Linked DNA regions of Zea mays: all the other regions are linked to region 2. Evidence: chromatin contacts called from public Hi-C data. All regions are on one chromosome and are shown on one strand. The core of a region is the stretch at or near the end of the contact, and the rest is flanking DNA. Distances in the headings are between cores, read along the strand shown.

Region 1 (5,109 bases), core at 1,154-3,653, 300 kb before region 2:
AAGTGACATACAATGTTGTTTTTCATGTGCAAATTCAACTAGAATACCCATTGTCTCTATTTTTTCAGTTCTTCTTAGAGAATACTTTTAAGTATGCACATGCCACATTGTTATTGGGAACCTAATCCTTATCTCCAGTTCAGCGATGATGAATCTAATTTTGAATTAGTACTTGTATGTAATGGATTTTAGATTATATGTAATCTTGATTAAGGTCAAGTTCTATGGATTAAGGTTGTATGCTTTTTCCACACCAATTCTCATTGTTATGCATATGGGGCTCTAGCCCATGCATCGAACATCAAGTTTTTCTCTGAATACAAAAACTTATGTAATAGGACCGTCTGAAAATATTTATGTTGTGAGACTACTAATTCTTTGTTTATATACTCATGTGTTGCGTGTAAAAAACTCAGTCCAGGAGAAGACCTCCGATGAAGAAAGAGTGCACATGCACGAGGTATGGGCGATTTATGTCAGTGTTCAACAATTTGGTTTTTTTCCTTATCTTTTCAACACCTCCTAACACTACAAAGCTAATGTTCTTCCGCGTCACAGGGTACTTGCAGATAGATGTCGGCTCTATGGACGAACACTCGACCAAGTCAGATGAGGAGTATGAGGGCCTAGCCATGCGCGACGTGATGGCTACTGGTCCAACAATGAGCAGCAAGCTGTGAGTTAAAGATGAACTCACCTGCCCTGGAGAGCAACATCCATAGGAGTGAGGCAAAATGGCTGGTACCACCACAACATGGACCCGTTCCTGAAGATGTCCAAGGAGGTGGTAGCCGACACCATAATGTCTTGCGTGTCATTGTGTCACCGGTCAGCAACACGCTGCGCTGGTACCGGCGGGTGTTGTGTTTCTTAGGCGTCTGTTTCTGTGCTTTGAGCTGTGCTATAGAGTGGTTGTGCCAACTACTGATTTTAAAAGAAAAAGGTAAGGTAAGCTGAGAATCATTGTTGAAAACAAACATGTAATGGTTCGTTCTCATCAGTTGTGCCAACTACCAAGCATTTCATTGATCAGAATCTGTCGTTGCTCATGAGAACCAAAAGTAAGATACTTCTTAATAACATTGAATGCAAATTTCTGCTAGCTTATCTTTACTATCTTTTCTTGTATCAATATAATACATATTTATACATAATTTTTTGTGGTATTTTATGTTTCCGTTGCAACGCACGGGCACTCACCTAGTATACATAGAAAAAAGAGAGAGAAATGAATTAGAGAAATTAAACAGTGAGAAGGAAACTGAAAAATGACCTCCGGTCAATATTCTCACGCTGAGGATGGATGTGAGAACCCACAGTTTCGTATGTAGAATTGACTTTGCAGGTCGCTATGATAACAAATAAAATTAAAATCATATTCATTGCATCTCCACGTGACAGGCTAGCTGCTGTTACACTAAGAAAACAAACTGGAAAACAATGACTTTTTCACGATTTCGCTATCGACGGCGACGCCAATAGAATGAAGCACCTCTCATCGATCACCATGTCGTGATCACTTAGATCCATAGACAATGAGGTTAAGCCCTTTCCCCCCAAATCTCACGTGCCTATTTGCAGTCTTGATATCGAAAATTAGTGTTCGATGTCGGTTTGGATTCTTAGGCCAGTTAATTTTTTATATATATAGGGCTTTTTTTCAATACCCTCATTTTTTAATAATCTGTCTTTTGAAAACTAGGCAAAAACCAAAATAGACCAGTCTTTATCAGTTCCTTTTGTCAGCCCTTTACCAAGTTATTGGTATCCAGTTTTTTTTTTTGCCAGATTTAAAAGACTAGACAAAAGCAAAAACTGTTTTTTTAAAGAATCTGAAACTGATCAAACAGACCCATAAGAGTACTAATTGGTTGTGTGGCTTTTTAGACACACACATCGTCAATGATCCTATAGATTAAAAGAATCCACAAAAACCACTGCTTTGATGGCTTTTGGACTCATAAAGCACTGTTTTGATGTGCTATAAATTAAAAGAATCCACAAAAGAAATTTTGTTTTTGTATGGTTACTGAGAGGGGGAAAAGAGAAAGAAATTAAAGAAATCGAACAGTGAGAATCGAAAAGGACCTCTCGTCAATGACAATATTCTCACAATATTCTCACCCTGAGGATCCCAAACGCATGGACGGACGGCAACCGCCGGCGTCGACCTCACCGTCGTCGTCCCCATCGGCGAACAGCGTCGAGGAGGCCGAGCTGGCCGGAGCGTTGCCGCCGCCGAGCGGGCGGCGCAGGGCGCGCCACGTCGGAGTTCGGACGGTGGACGCAGACGGCGCGAACGAATGTTCCGGATAAAACCGTCCCGAAAATGCCCCTGGAAAGCTGGACCCGGCGCAAAACCAGCTCGAGGTGGACGAGATCACGAGAAAGCGAAACGAAACGGCTCAGCTCAACGAGCGGCTGGCCTCCCACGCAGTCCGCCTGCACGATCCGGTGGGCCCGGCGCGACCCGCCCGTCCCCGCGCCCGGTCCACCAGCGCCAGCGCAAGCGAGGCAGCCCGGGCGCGGAGCCCTGTCCGTGCACCGGGTCTAGGCGGATCCGGTGGAGCCACCAACCCCTCCTTGCCGGAAGTCCTAGCGCCACCAGTTTATATACCCGCCGGTGGGTACCCGCGCCTCACACCACCACGCAGCAGTGCGCCCAGCCAGCCTATCTACCCCCCACCCCTCGAATTGTTCCCATGGCCGCCGCCATTCGCGGAAGCCCTACCCGCGCCGCCGCGCCGACCCAGCCGCGCGCGGTGCTGCGGGTGGCGTCGTCCGCCGCGCCAGCCTCCTCCTCCTCCGCCCGCCCGCGCAGGGGCGCCGTGGCAGAGGCCGCAATGCAGCCGGCCAAGGCGGTCGCCGCGGAGGCGGCCTCCCCCGCTGCCGCGCTGGAGATGGGGAACGGCGCCGCGGTCGCGGGGCTGCAGCGGCCCGACGCCATGGGGAGGTTTGGGAGGTTCGGCGGCAAGTACGTCCCCGAGACGCTCATGCACGCGCTCACCGAGCTCGAGAACGCCTTCCACGCACTCGCCACCGACGACGAGTTCCAGGTAGCGCTACCTCCGCGTCTCCTCTGTCTCTCGGACTTTACTCGTATTAGGCGGGGGATTTGGATGCCTAGTTTCCGTATGTATGTGTGGTTAGGAGATGCCACATATTATGATGGGCTGGAAAAAAGTTTGTGTTATGGGGGTGGATTGATTTCTCCATTGATTCTGTTCTTGTGTTCCCTTTCAAGTAGTCTGGTACATTGAACTATCTGAGAGGATTTGCAAGTAGGTGTACAGGAAAAGCGCACCTTTTCGTCTGATGATTCCAATAAAAACATAGAATCTATCACTCTTAATAGTTAATACTACTAAAAAAGGCAGACCTGGTGAGTCTGTGAGGGAGCTCTCAATACTATTTAGTCCTGGTTCGTGTACTCCAATCCAGCTCTGGATTAACATGGATTGGAATTAAATCCATGTCACAATCTATGCCCCAAAATAATCCAAGTCTATTCAAATTTTTTTAATTCGGTTAAACCCATCATGGATTATAACTCAAGAGTTTGAGAATTTTTTAAACTATGGAAGGTATGGATTCTATCCATAGCTCATTAGGTATGGAACAAATCCATAACGATATTGCACAAGTTTATATTAGAATCCATGGATTAAAAAAATAACTAGCTTTGCGAGATATATGGATTAAATGCTGGATTTAATCTCACCATGGGATTGAGTGTGAGGTATGGATTCACCCAATCCAGACCCGGATTAAATTCCATGGTGGGATTTTATCCCTTGTAACCGAACAAGGCCTTATTACGTGATCAAAATGCTTTTATCACTCTCCATACTGTTCATATGATCAAAATGATGCAGATTCTTGAATCACAAGGAGTATTTGGTCAACATGCTGCGATTCCTGAATCCTGGAGAATTATTGTAGTTTTTACAAGCTCGCACTTATGCTTGGCTTTCAAGAGTTGCATCTGACCTCCCACTCACGCTTTCCACAGAAAGAACTTGACGGTATTCTCAAGGACTACGTTGGACGTGAGAGCCCCCTTTACTTCGCGGAGCGCCTGACGGAGCACTACAAGCGCGCTGATGGCACAGGCCCGCTCATCTACCTCAAGAGGGAGGACCTCAACCACACGGGCGCCCACAAGATCAACAATGCTGTGGCGCAGGCCCTGCTCGCCAAGCGACTTGGGAAGCAGCGCATCATTGCCGAGACAGGGGCTGGCCAGCACGGTGTCGCCACCGCCACCGTGTGCGCCCGTTTCGGGCTGCAGTGCATCATCTACATGGGCGCGCAAGACATGGAGAGGCAGGCACTCAATGTTTTCCGGATGAAGCTTCTTGGTGCAGAGGTATAGTGGAGACATCTGTTGTTTGTTAGTTTGAGTTTGTTCCATCTGCAGTTGTTTTTGACGCTAGTACTTGTTTCAGAAAAGCATTCACTATCAGTAATTCAGTAGCATGTAAGTTGTTAGATTTGTGAATCTTTTCCTTATTGTTCCTTTTTTTCTGAAACAGGTGAGGGCTGTACATTCTGGGACAGCAACCCTGAAGGATGCTACTTCAGAGGCTATCCGTGACTGGGTCACTAACGTGGAGACCACACACTATATATTGGGCTCTGTTGCTGGCCCGCACCCGTACCCGATGATGGTGAGGGAGTTCCACAAGGTTATCGGCAAGGAGACCCGGAGGCAGGCCATGCACAAGTGGGGTGGCAAGCCGGACGTCTTGGTCGCTTGCGTCGGGGGTGGATCAAACGCCATGGGCCTGTTCCACGAGTTCGTTGAGGATCAGGATGTGAGGCTGATCGGAGTGGAGGCAGCTGGCCATGGCGTAGACACCGACAAGCATGCGGCGACTTTGACAAAGGGCCAAGTTGGAGTTCTCCATGGATCTATGAGCTATTTGCTGCAGGACGACGATGGGCAAGTTATCGAGCCCCACTCCATCAGTGCTGGGTAGGTTTTCTTTGTGTTTACGCTCACAAGACTGCAGGATGGTGTGGGCTAATTATCCATTTTTTTGAATCAGACTGGATTACCCTGGCGTTGGACCTGAGCACAGTTTCTTGAAGGACATCGGACGCGCT
Region 2 (4,392 bases), core at 372-2,871:
ATTTGGTGCTCGGCAAAGGACGCTTTGCCGAGTGTCTTCTCTAGACACTCGGCAAAGTATTTTTTTATTTTTTTTATTTTGTCTCCCAAACTTTTTGTGGTATGTTCCTATACTATATAGACCTACATGTATCATTTGTGGACAATTATAACAGAGTTTTCAATCGTTAGTAGATTTAGTTCGTTTATTTGAATTTCTTCGGAAAATTCAGATTTGAACTGCAGGTCACTCGAAACTTGAAAAACCGTGCATGCAAAAATGATATCCATGTTACTTAGCATAAGTTACGAACGATTCCAGGAGCGGACCGGAAACTTCGAGCAACATGCTCACTAAACATGGCCGTGAACTTGCCATCCACATGTTTAAAAATTGTATAAAACACAAACAAAGTCAGAAAATCATGAAACTTGTCCACGTGTCATGATATCATATGTAGAGGCTGTGATAAAAATTTGAAAAAGTTTCGAGAAAAATGTGAAGCACTATGTGTAGAAATCTAAGAGATCCACATTGAAACTCCATGATTTCATAGGTAGTTCTCTTAGGTTTCTACACATACTGTCTCACAACTTTCTCCAAACATTCTCAATTTTTTATCACAGCCTCTACATATGATATCATGACACGTGGACAAGTTTCATGATTTTCTGACTTTTTTGTGTTTTATACAATTTTTAAACACCTGGATGGCAAGTTCACGGCCATGTTGAGTGAGCATGGTGCTCGAAGTTTCCGGTCCGCTCCTGAAATCGGTCGTAACTTGTGCTAAGTAGCATGGATATCATTTTTCCATGCACGGTTTTCCAAGTTTCGAGTGACCTGTAGTTCAAATCTAAATTTTCCGAAGAAATTCAAATAAACGAACTAAATCTACTAGCTATTGCAAACATTGTTATATTTGTCCCAAAATGGTACATGTAGGTCTACATAGTGTAGTAACATACCACAAAAAGTTTGGTAAGGGAAAAGAAAAAAATAGAAATATTCTTTGCCGAGTGTCTAAGGTTGACAATCGGCAAAGACCTTGTTTGCCGAGTGTCTAACGTGGAGCACTCGGCAAAGATCATAAATATATACTTTGCCGAGTGCCTGTCCGCTGGCACTCGGCAAAGAGTTCTTTGTCGAGTGTCTGCGATCTGGCACTCGGCAAAGAATATATTTAAATTAAAAAAATCTTTGCCGAGTGCCCGCGATCTGGCACTCGGCAAAGCTTAAAACATAACGTATACCGAGCCCTTCTCTTCTCCTTCTCACTCTCACTCTCACTAACCGAACGCCGCCGCTCACCGTCGTCGCGCCACCCCGCCGCGCGCCAGCACCTCCCCGCAGCAAATGTGACAACCGGAAAAGAAAACCAAAGAAGGTCATGGTAGAACATATTTGGAAGAATGGATTTACGTCGGGCTATACTCGGTGGATATTTTATGGTGAAGCGCATCGTACGAGAGAGGAGGTGCTGAGACAACGTGTCGAGGATTATGACGCGGATGCGGGGGTAGCGGATGCGGGGGTAGCGGACACTCGGCAAAGAGTCTGACATGGGGACCCTCCCTGGCGGGCTCTTTGCCGAGTGTCCCAGAGGGCACTCGGCAAAGAGGTATTCTTTGCCGAGTGCTTCCGGGAAGGCACTCGGCAAAGATAACTCCTTTGTCGAATGTCATCCGTGACACTCGGCAAAGACGTCGTCTCCGTCACCCGTCACCGGCCTCTTTTCTTTGCTGAGTGCTCTCTGGCACTCGGCAAACCTCTTTGCCGAGTGTCCGAGAAAAAGTATTCGGTAAAGAAGACTTTGCCGATGCACTGTTTGTCGAGCCTTCTTTGCCGAGTGTTTTTAAGGCTTTGCCAAGCAATCGGCAAAGCGTCCGTTTCCGGTAGTGTTTGGTTGCAACTACTGTTGTTGGAAGGTCGTTCTTTTATTGCATCCCTCCCAAATAATATTCCCATCGAATTGAAGGAGGCTCTCTGCGATTTATCCAAGTGGATTGCTAAGATCGATCGCCGTCTTCTTTCGCTGTGAAATTCAGTGGCTAACTTGTACCTCGATGTCGATTGATTGCCCGAGCCATGCATTTAGCTGTAGCTGTAGCTGTCGTGATCTGTTATTATTATCAGTAAATTTTTCCAATAGCTAACGACTCTGAATCCATGCATGTTGCTTGGCTTTGCTTGGCCAGCTCTTAGCTGCTGTCAACTCAGGAGGGGAGGAGAGGAGATCGACCTGCTTCAGCAATCAGCGGTGGCCGGATGTTGTTGACGAGTGCGACGGCGGCGGAAGGTAGCGGCCAAGGCTCCCCGGCTGTGGCAGACACGGCTCGGCCGGAGGGACGACGTACGCCATCGGCCATCCATGGAGGATGGACCGGAAGCCGGATGATGATCCATGGTGATGGTGTAGCCGCGCGCAGACCCACCCACCCGTGACGGAGAGGTTTGACGACCCCATCTCGATCAATCTCACGACGCGTCGTCCTAGTCTTCTCCCTTTTCGTCCGTGTCCGGCGACGACTGTCCGTGGGTGGAGGAATCACGAGGTTTTCCTCCACCCCTTTTTCTCTTCCAGCTTGTTCGGCTGCCACAGAGAGAGCACTGTTGCAGCTGCAAAATACTGTTGCGGCTGCAATCACTAGAGACAAAATACTGTAGAAGCCGCAGCCGTAGTCGGATTAAAGCCGCAGCGAACAGGGCCGAATCTTGACGTGCCGGTGGGGGTGGGCCGTGGCGGTATTGGCGATGATGCCCTGGACGACGGGACGGGATTCTCCACTCGTCTCTTTTCTCTCCTGACTCCTTTTGTCTTTCGACGAATATCCATTACTTATATTTTTCATAATAACAAAAACAATAAGACTAAGAGTACAGAAATTCATTATTTTCTATAAAAAAGCAGCAGCTTTGATTACGTCAAAATGCTAGCATGACACCGTACATACATATATATACATATATGCTGTTCTAATTAAGTTAGTGTTTGTTTCGAGATTGGTGGAACCAAGATGTTCTGTTCTAGCAGATAGGATGTTTGGTTTGATCCTAGATAGAATCGAGTCACTCAAAAAATAAAATATTCCTCTAATATATTGCATACCATAGCCAAGACCTACCACCTTACAGATGACATATGTTACTGTAAAAGGAAACACTCATATTCTAAGTTGAAGAGAGTAGTTGGACCACCGTAAACTAGGGTCGTAGCCAGAGTGATACGAGAGAATAGCAAACCTTGTTAATTATGTCATTAATCCGATCATGTTTCCTCCCCTCTTACACTATTGGGTCAGGAGACTCATGGGACATGTCCAATGTATTCTGAAAACAACATTGATAGTATTTTTAATCTGTTTTTAGCAAGCGAACTCGTAAATGTTTTGTTAAATATATTAGAGCCTAGGTAGCATATTTCGAAGTGTTTCCAATAAACCCTTTCTCTTTCTCTCACATGCGTAATTTAGCCTTATATGCAATGTATATGAATCTAACACCTGGTGGTACTAGATGTCCAAGTTGTATGATTAGACTCTCATATTAATAGTATATATCTATCCTAATCCGATCACGCTCTCTATTACGTCTTGATCGATAAAATGCATTAGCTTTATACTATACATAGAGTACTTATATTTTGCCTTTCTCATTCCTCATCTTTCCATGTTGAGCACTATATCATCATTTATTTTCAACCACCATTCCTTTATGGTCAACCTTTGGATGTGCATTTAGCCTTATCTCATTCACAACACTTAGAGTAAAGGTTGGTCCACTAGTTGTATCAATTACTGAAATCACATATGGAGCTTTCAATCCCCCATCTTTCTTGTTAATTGATGACAACCATACAAAGTTAGGAATTTTAAATTTTGAATTACATGTCTAGTTTAGTTACTAGTTTAGTGTGGATTTGAGCAACTTGTCTAGTCATTTTAATCACTTTTGAATTATTTAGACAAGCTTCTCAAATTTTGTTTGATATTGTTTGCTCCCTCTACATGCATGCATATGAAGCTTGCACATATGCTGGATTTGATTTTTTTGAGAAATCAATCTTACCCAATGTTTCTGAAGTTTATAGGATATATTCATCCTTAGCACTTGGGGTAGCAAAATCATTATTGCACAAATAGATAATTTACTTTGTTGCATAGGTTTTGACTAAGATAGAAATTAGATGCCATGGTTAGAAATAGGTTTTAAGCTACCTAATTCAACCCCTCCTCTTAGGCGTCATGGTGGTCCCTTCGAACGTGAAACACCTTCGCACGGAGGAAGACTTTCTCTTACCAAACTCCTCCATCAATCCCAATTCGCTTTCTCATGCTCCGGCACGGGCGGATGGTCCCTGTCGCTTGAGTGAATGTTGTTTCCCGCCATCCTTGGGAAACTCGGCTAGCACCC
Region 3 (4,841 bases), core at 958-3,457, 400 kb before region 2:
GCCAATTCATCATTCCTCATGGCTACAAACCTTCTGTTCATATAAATAAAATTGGAACTCAAGAGAACAGCAAGCCATGCTTACATAATCTAAAATCATCCCATTGCTGTTGCTAATGATGATCCTATGATGGTTACTGTCAGAGATAAAAATGCGATCCCCATCTTCATCAACTGATACACATGCTGCAGCACATAAAATTGTAGATTATCACTTCTGGATGGCAAAGCCAAAGATACAGTTGACTGCAATGTGCAATATAACCATTTAGGGTGCAAACTGATGCTTAATTAATAAATTATACGAAAGGATAGCTGTAACTAAGTACCTGGGTGGTAAAGTAACAAGTTTCTGAAGGAACCAACAGATGGCTCTTTGACAACCTCTTCTTTCTGCCAAGAAACTCTTGACAGAACATTTTCAGAAGGTTTTTCTTTAGACGTGGTAAGTTCATCTATGGCTGCATTCAAAATGGTTAGATAATGGATGAAGAAAAATAGACAGGAAAATAGCATTTACATAACTTGTTTTGTTCAGACTTTACCCTTAATCATGACATCAGGCTCCTCAACCCAGTTTGTGAATAGTACAGGGTCCTTAGAACCTTCAAATAGCAAGTAGCAAGCACCATTTGTCATCTGAACACTCACCAAAACAACATTTGTTGTTTTAACATAGTATTTCATATGATAGCTAAAATGCATAAAACAACTGCAACACAGATCTTTAAAGCCTATGTCGAGAGTCAAGAGACAGATCAGAAAGGTAAATGGAAAAATGCATAATCAAAATAAAATACATATGACACTAAATGTGGAAATTGCTATGGATCTGAGCCTCACATTGGAGAAGTTTTTGTCTGAGATCAAGATAGGAAATGTGATGTACTCCTTCACTATTGTGCGGAAAGCTTGGCTTTGAGAAGCTAAAGAACTAACATCACTCCCATGTTGCAAAGCAAAAACATTCAGGCGTGGATACCTAAAACAGGCTGAGATTAGAGGAGTTCAAGATTGCAGTCAAATGTAATGTACTCCTTCACTATTGTACCTCTGTTGCAGATGTTTCAAGCTCTCAAAAGCAATTAGATGTTTGCCGTCGTTGTTCAATGTTCCACAAGATTGATACAAAAGAAGAAGATATATTCCTTCATGGTTCAAGTTCATCCAAGTGTCATTCATGATGTTGAACCAACAATGATTTTGACCTACGCCACAAAAATAAAGGTGTTAAAATGTAGCAATGACCTCCTGAGAAAAGGATATGTGTGCTACAATTTATTGTGCATCTGGGAATAGCCACATCTATCATATTATGTATTTATGTGGTGTGTGTTAGATAAAAAAATGAAAGAATGTTTATGTTTTTTTTTCGTGTCAGACTGTCAGTAACATAGTAGCTGTGGCAGCTTTAGTTCTGTATATGTATTTATGTTTCTCCAATGGTAAGAACTAAGAACAATCGATAAAATGAACTGGCACACAAAATTATTGCATCCATTGCAAACATCGTTGAAAAATAATCCTCCAATATCTGCATTGTGTACTAAATACGAGCATCGAGTTCATAAAGGTCACTAGTCGCATATTCACCTTCAAGCTTCCCAAACGCTGACTTGATAAAATCGACCAACTCAGAGTGCTCTGAAGCAGCAGTGCTAGTGCTAGCCTCACTTGACGACAACGACGTCACCGCCGCTGGGCTCTCGGGGCTACAAGACAATGGCAGCTTTGTTAAATTCACAAGCCAGAATAAGCATTTCTGGAGACGACATAAGCTAGTGACGGGCTCGCTGTTACTCGGGTATCTCTCTTCTACCTCGAAGCAACTTGGTGCGCTGTCCTGGTAGCCATAGCAACCGCATGGTGTCGCCGAGGAAGCCGGAGGCGTGAGTGGGAGCCGAACGAAGCGGAGAGGCCGCCGCCGCATCTGTCTCCCTCGATCAGGCTTGGCAAGGGGAGCGGGACCAATGAGGACGAGGCGAACGCCGGAGCGGGAGCGGAGGAGACGAGCCGGTGAGGAAGCAGGCGGGCAGCGGCGGGGGTGCGGCGGCGCAGCACCGCCACCAAGGACGAGGCCTGCGCCATGGGAGAATCGGCCGTGGCGCGAAGGCGAAGGTAGTGGCGGCGGGAAAGGGACGGGAATGCCGCGTCTCGGCGGCGGTTTAGCTGGGGGCCTGGGGCAGGCCGGCAGGGGAACGGGGAGAGCGCTCGATACGCTAGGGTAGGGCAAAGAGTTCCTCTGTAGTTGCTTCCTATCACTGACGTGTGGGACCATGCTCATACCAGACCCACACGTCAGTGACCTCTCTGCAGTTCCTTCCTGAGAAGTAACTGAGCGGATCCCGACGCTAGGGTAGGGCAATGCAGGCATGCAGCAGGGTTTAATTTCTCGGACCAGAACCGCCGAGCTTCAGTAGAATTTCTCGTTCGGCCGGTTTTCGAACAGGTTTCGTTAAATTTTGTTTCGAATTTGGAAATTTTAATAATTGTAGCAATAAAAAATATGATAAAATTAATATATTTTTCTGGGTATTCTGTTACATGCCAAATTGATCATCATTTTTTTGATAAAAACTGCAAATTTTGTTGGAGAACAAATTTTGATCGAGAAAGTCGACTTTTGTTTTTTAATGAAAATATATACACATTACAAATAAATCCTGTCAAAAAACAACTTTCTAAAACTTAATGTTCATTTTCCGATGGAAAAACATTGGATTCCACTTGAGAAACAACAAATTTCCGTTTTTTAATTTAAACATGCAAATCGACCGAGAAATTTGAAATTCAGCTAGGTTTTTTTTGCTTCCGCTGACTATCGAATATGTTGGCAAAACATAGATGGTAAACACTGATGTGAAGTGCGGTACACTCCTCAGCAAAACGGAGTGGCCAAGCGCAATAGACACATTACCTTAGCGGCCTAGCTGTTATGCAACACGCTTCTATCCCGGTTCCTTTTGGGATGAAATATTTGCAAGTGTGGTATCAGGGACCATAATTAGGGGTACCCTCAAGACGCCTAATTCTCAGCTGGTAACCCCCATCAGCATAAAGCTGCAGAGGACTGATGGGTACGATTAAGTCAGAGATCAGTCCATACGAGCGACTCGATCACGCCTCGCCCGAGCCTAGCCTCGGATAAGGGCAGCCGACCCCGAGGGATTTCCGTCTCGCCCGAGGCCCCCCTCCAACGGCGGACACATCTCCGGCTCGCCCGAGGCCTTGCCTTCGCTAAGAAGCAACCCTGACTAAATCGCCGCGCCGACCGACCGAGTCGCAGGAGCATTTAACGCAAAGGTGGCCTGACACCTTTATCCTGACGCGCGCCCCCCGACAGAGCCGAAGTGACCGCCGTCACTTCGCCGCTCCACTGACCGGTCTGACAGAAGGACAGCGCCGCCTGCGCCACTCCGACTGCAGTGCCACTTGACAGAGTGAGACTGACAGGCGGTCAGGCCCTGCCAAAGGCACCATAGGAAACTCCGCTCCGCCCGACCCAGGGCTCGGACTCGGGCTAAGTCCCGGAAGAACGAACTCCGCTCCGCCCGACCCAGGGCTCAGACTCGGGCTAAGCCCCGGAAGACGGCGAACTCCGCTCCGCCCGACCCAGGGCTCGGACTCGGGCTAAGTCCCGGAAGACGGCGAACTCCGCTCCGCCCGACCCAGGGCTCGGACTCGGGCTCAGCCCCAGAAGACGACGAACTCCGCTTCGCCCGACCCCAGGGCTCGGACTCCGCCCTGGCCTCTGCCGAACGACCTCCGCCTCGCCCGACCAAGGGGCTCGGACTCGGCCTCGGCCAAGGAAGACAGACTCAACCCCGGCTTCGGAAGAGCCCCCACGTCGCCCGACCTCGGGCGCGGGCCCGCCGCGTCAACAGGAAGCGCCATCATCACCCTACCCCGAGCCGACTCGGGCCGCAGAGAACAAGACCGGTGTCCCATCTGGCTAGCTCCGCCAGATAGGCAATGATGGCGCCCTGCGTGCCCTGTGACGACGGCGGCTCTCAGCTCTCTTACGAAAGCAGGAGGACGTCAGCAAGGACTCGACCGCTCCGACAGTTGTCCTTCCGCCAGGCTCCGCCGCTCCTCCGACAGCCACGACACCACACCAGCTGGGTGCCAAGATCTCTCCGGCTGCCACATTGGCATGTACTTAGGGCGCTAGCTCTCCCCCGCTAGACACGTAGCACTCTGCTACACCCCCATTGTACACCTGGATCCTCTCCTTACGCCTATAAAAGGAAGGACCAGGGCCTTCTTAGAGAAGGTTGGCCGCGCGGGGACGAGGACGAGACAGGCGCTCTCTTGGGGCCGCTCGCTTCCCTCACCCGCGTGGACGCTTGTAACCCCCTACTGCAAGCGCACCCGACCTGGGCGCGGGACGAACACGAAGGCCACGGGATTTCCACCTCTCTCACGCCCGTCTCCGGCCACCTCGCTTCCCCCCTTCGCGCTCGACCCATCTGAGCTGGGGCACGCGGCACATTCACTCGTCGGCTTAGGGACCCCCCGGTCTCAAAACGCCGACAGTTGGCGCGCCAGGTAGGGGCCTGCTGCGTGTTGACGAACAGCTTCCCGTCAAGCTCCAGATGGGCAGTCTCCAGCAACCTCTCCGGCCCGGGACGATGCTCCGTTTCGGGAGTCTTGAGTTCATGTCCTTCAACGGCAGCTACGACATGATACTCCTTCCACCGCCGCGCGACAACGACAATGACGGCCGACAACCCGTTCGCCGGCGGCGGAATCGACGACATCTTCCCCGCGTGGTGGAAGAACAACATTCGAGCTCACCCCGTCCTCTCCCCCGCCAACGGAGGAGGAGGCGGGGCAACCAAG

Evidence for each region. A called contact is a pair of places that touch in the nucleus more often than the background predicts.
Region 1: a Hi-C map of ear shows a contact between it and region 2, with 2.1 times the contacts expected there. The contact joins the promoter of LOC732842 here to the promoter of LOC103653106 in region 2. A contact is called at or near these places in 2 of 25 Hi-C or Micro-C datasets (ear and leaf).
Region 3: a contact with region 2 is called in a Hi-C map of ear, with 2.7 times the contacts expected there. The contact joins the promoter of LOC100383055 here to the promoter of LOC103653106 in region 2. A contact is called at or near these places in 2 of 25 Hi-C or Micro-C datasets (ear and leaf).

The regions. Positions count from the first base shown.
Region 1 is chr4:37,935,754-37,940,862 of Zm-B73-REFERENCE-NAM-5.0, reverse strand. LOC732842 (orange pericarp 1) reads left to right here and starts at 2,403. Exons shown (of 5, transcript NM_001397135.1): 1 at 2,403-3,056; 2 at 4,013-4,369; 3 at 4,536-4,978; 4 at 5,052-5,109. The coding sequence starts at 2,703.
Region 2 is chr4:37,638,449-37,642,840 of Zm-B73-REFERENCE-NAM-5.0, reverse strand. It overlaps LOC103653106, which reads left to right and starts at 1,621. Exons shown (of 3, transcript XM_008680068.2): 1 at 1,621-4,392.
Region 3 is chr4:38,042,523-38,047,363 of Zm-B73-REFERENCE-NAM-5.0, reverse strand. It overlaps LOC100383055, which reads right to left and starts at 2,207. Exons shown (of 16, transcript NM_001175731.1): 1 at 1,819-2,207; 2 at 1,593-1,711; 3 at 1,051-1,207; 4 at 843-981; 5 at 545-638; 6 at 329-460; 7 at 85-185. The coding sequence starts at 2,087.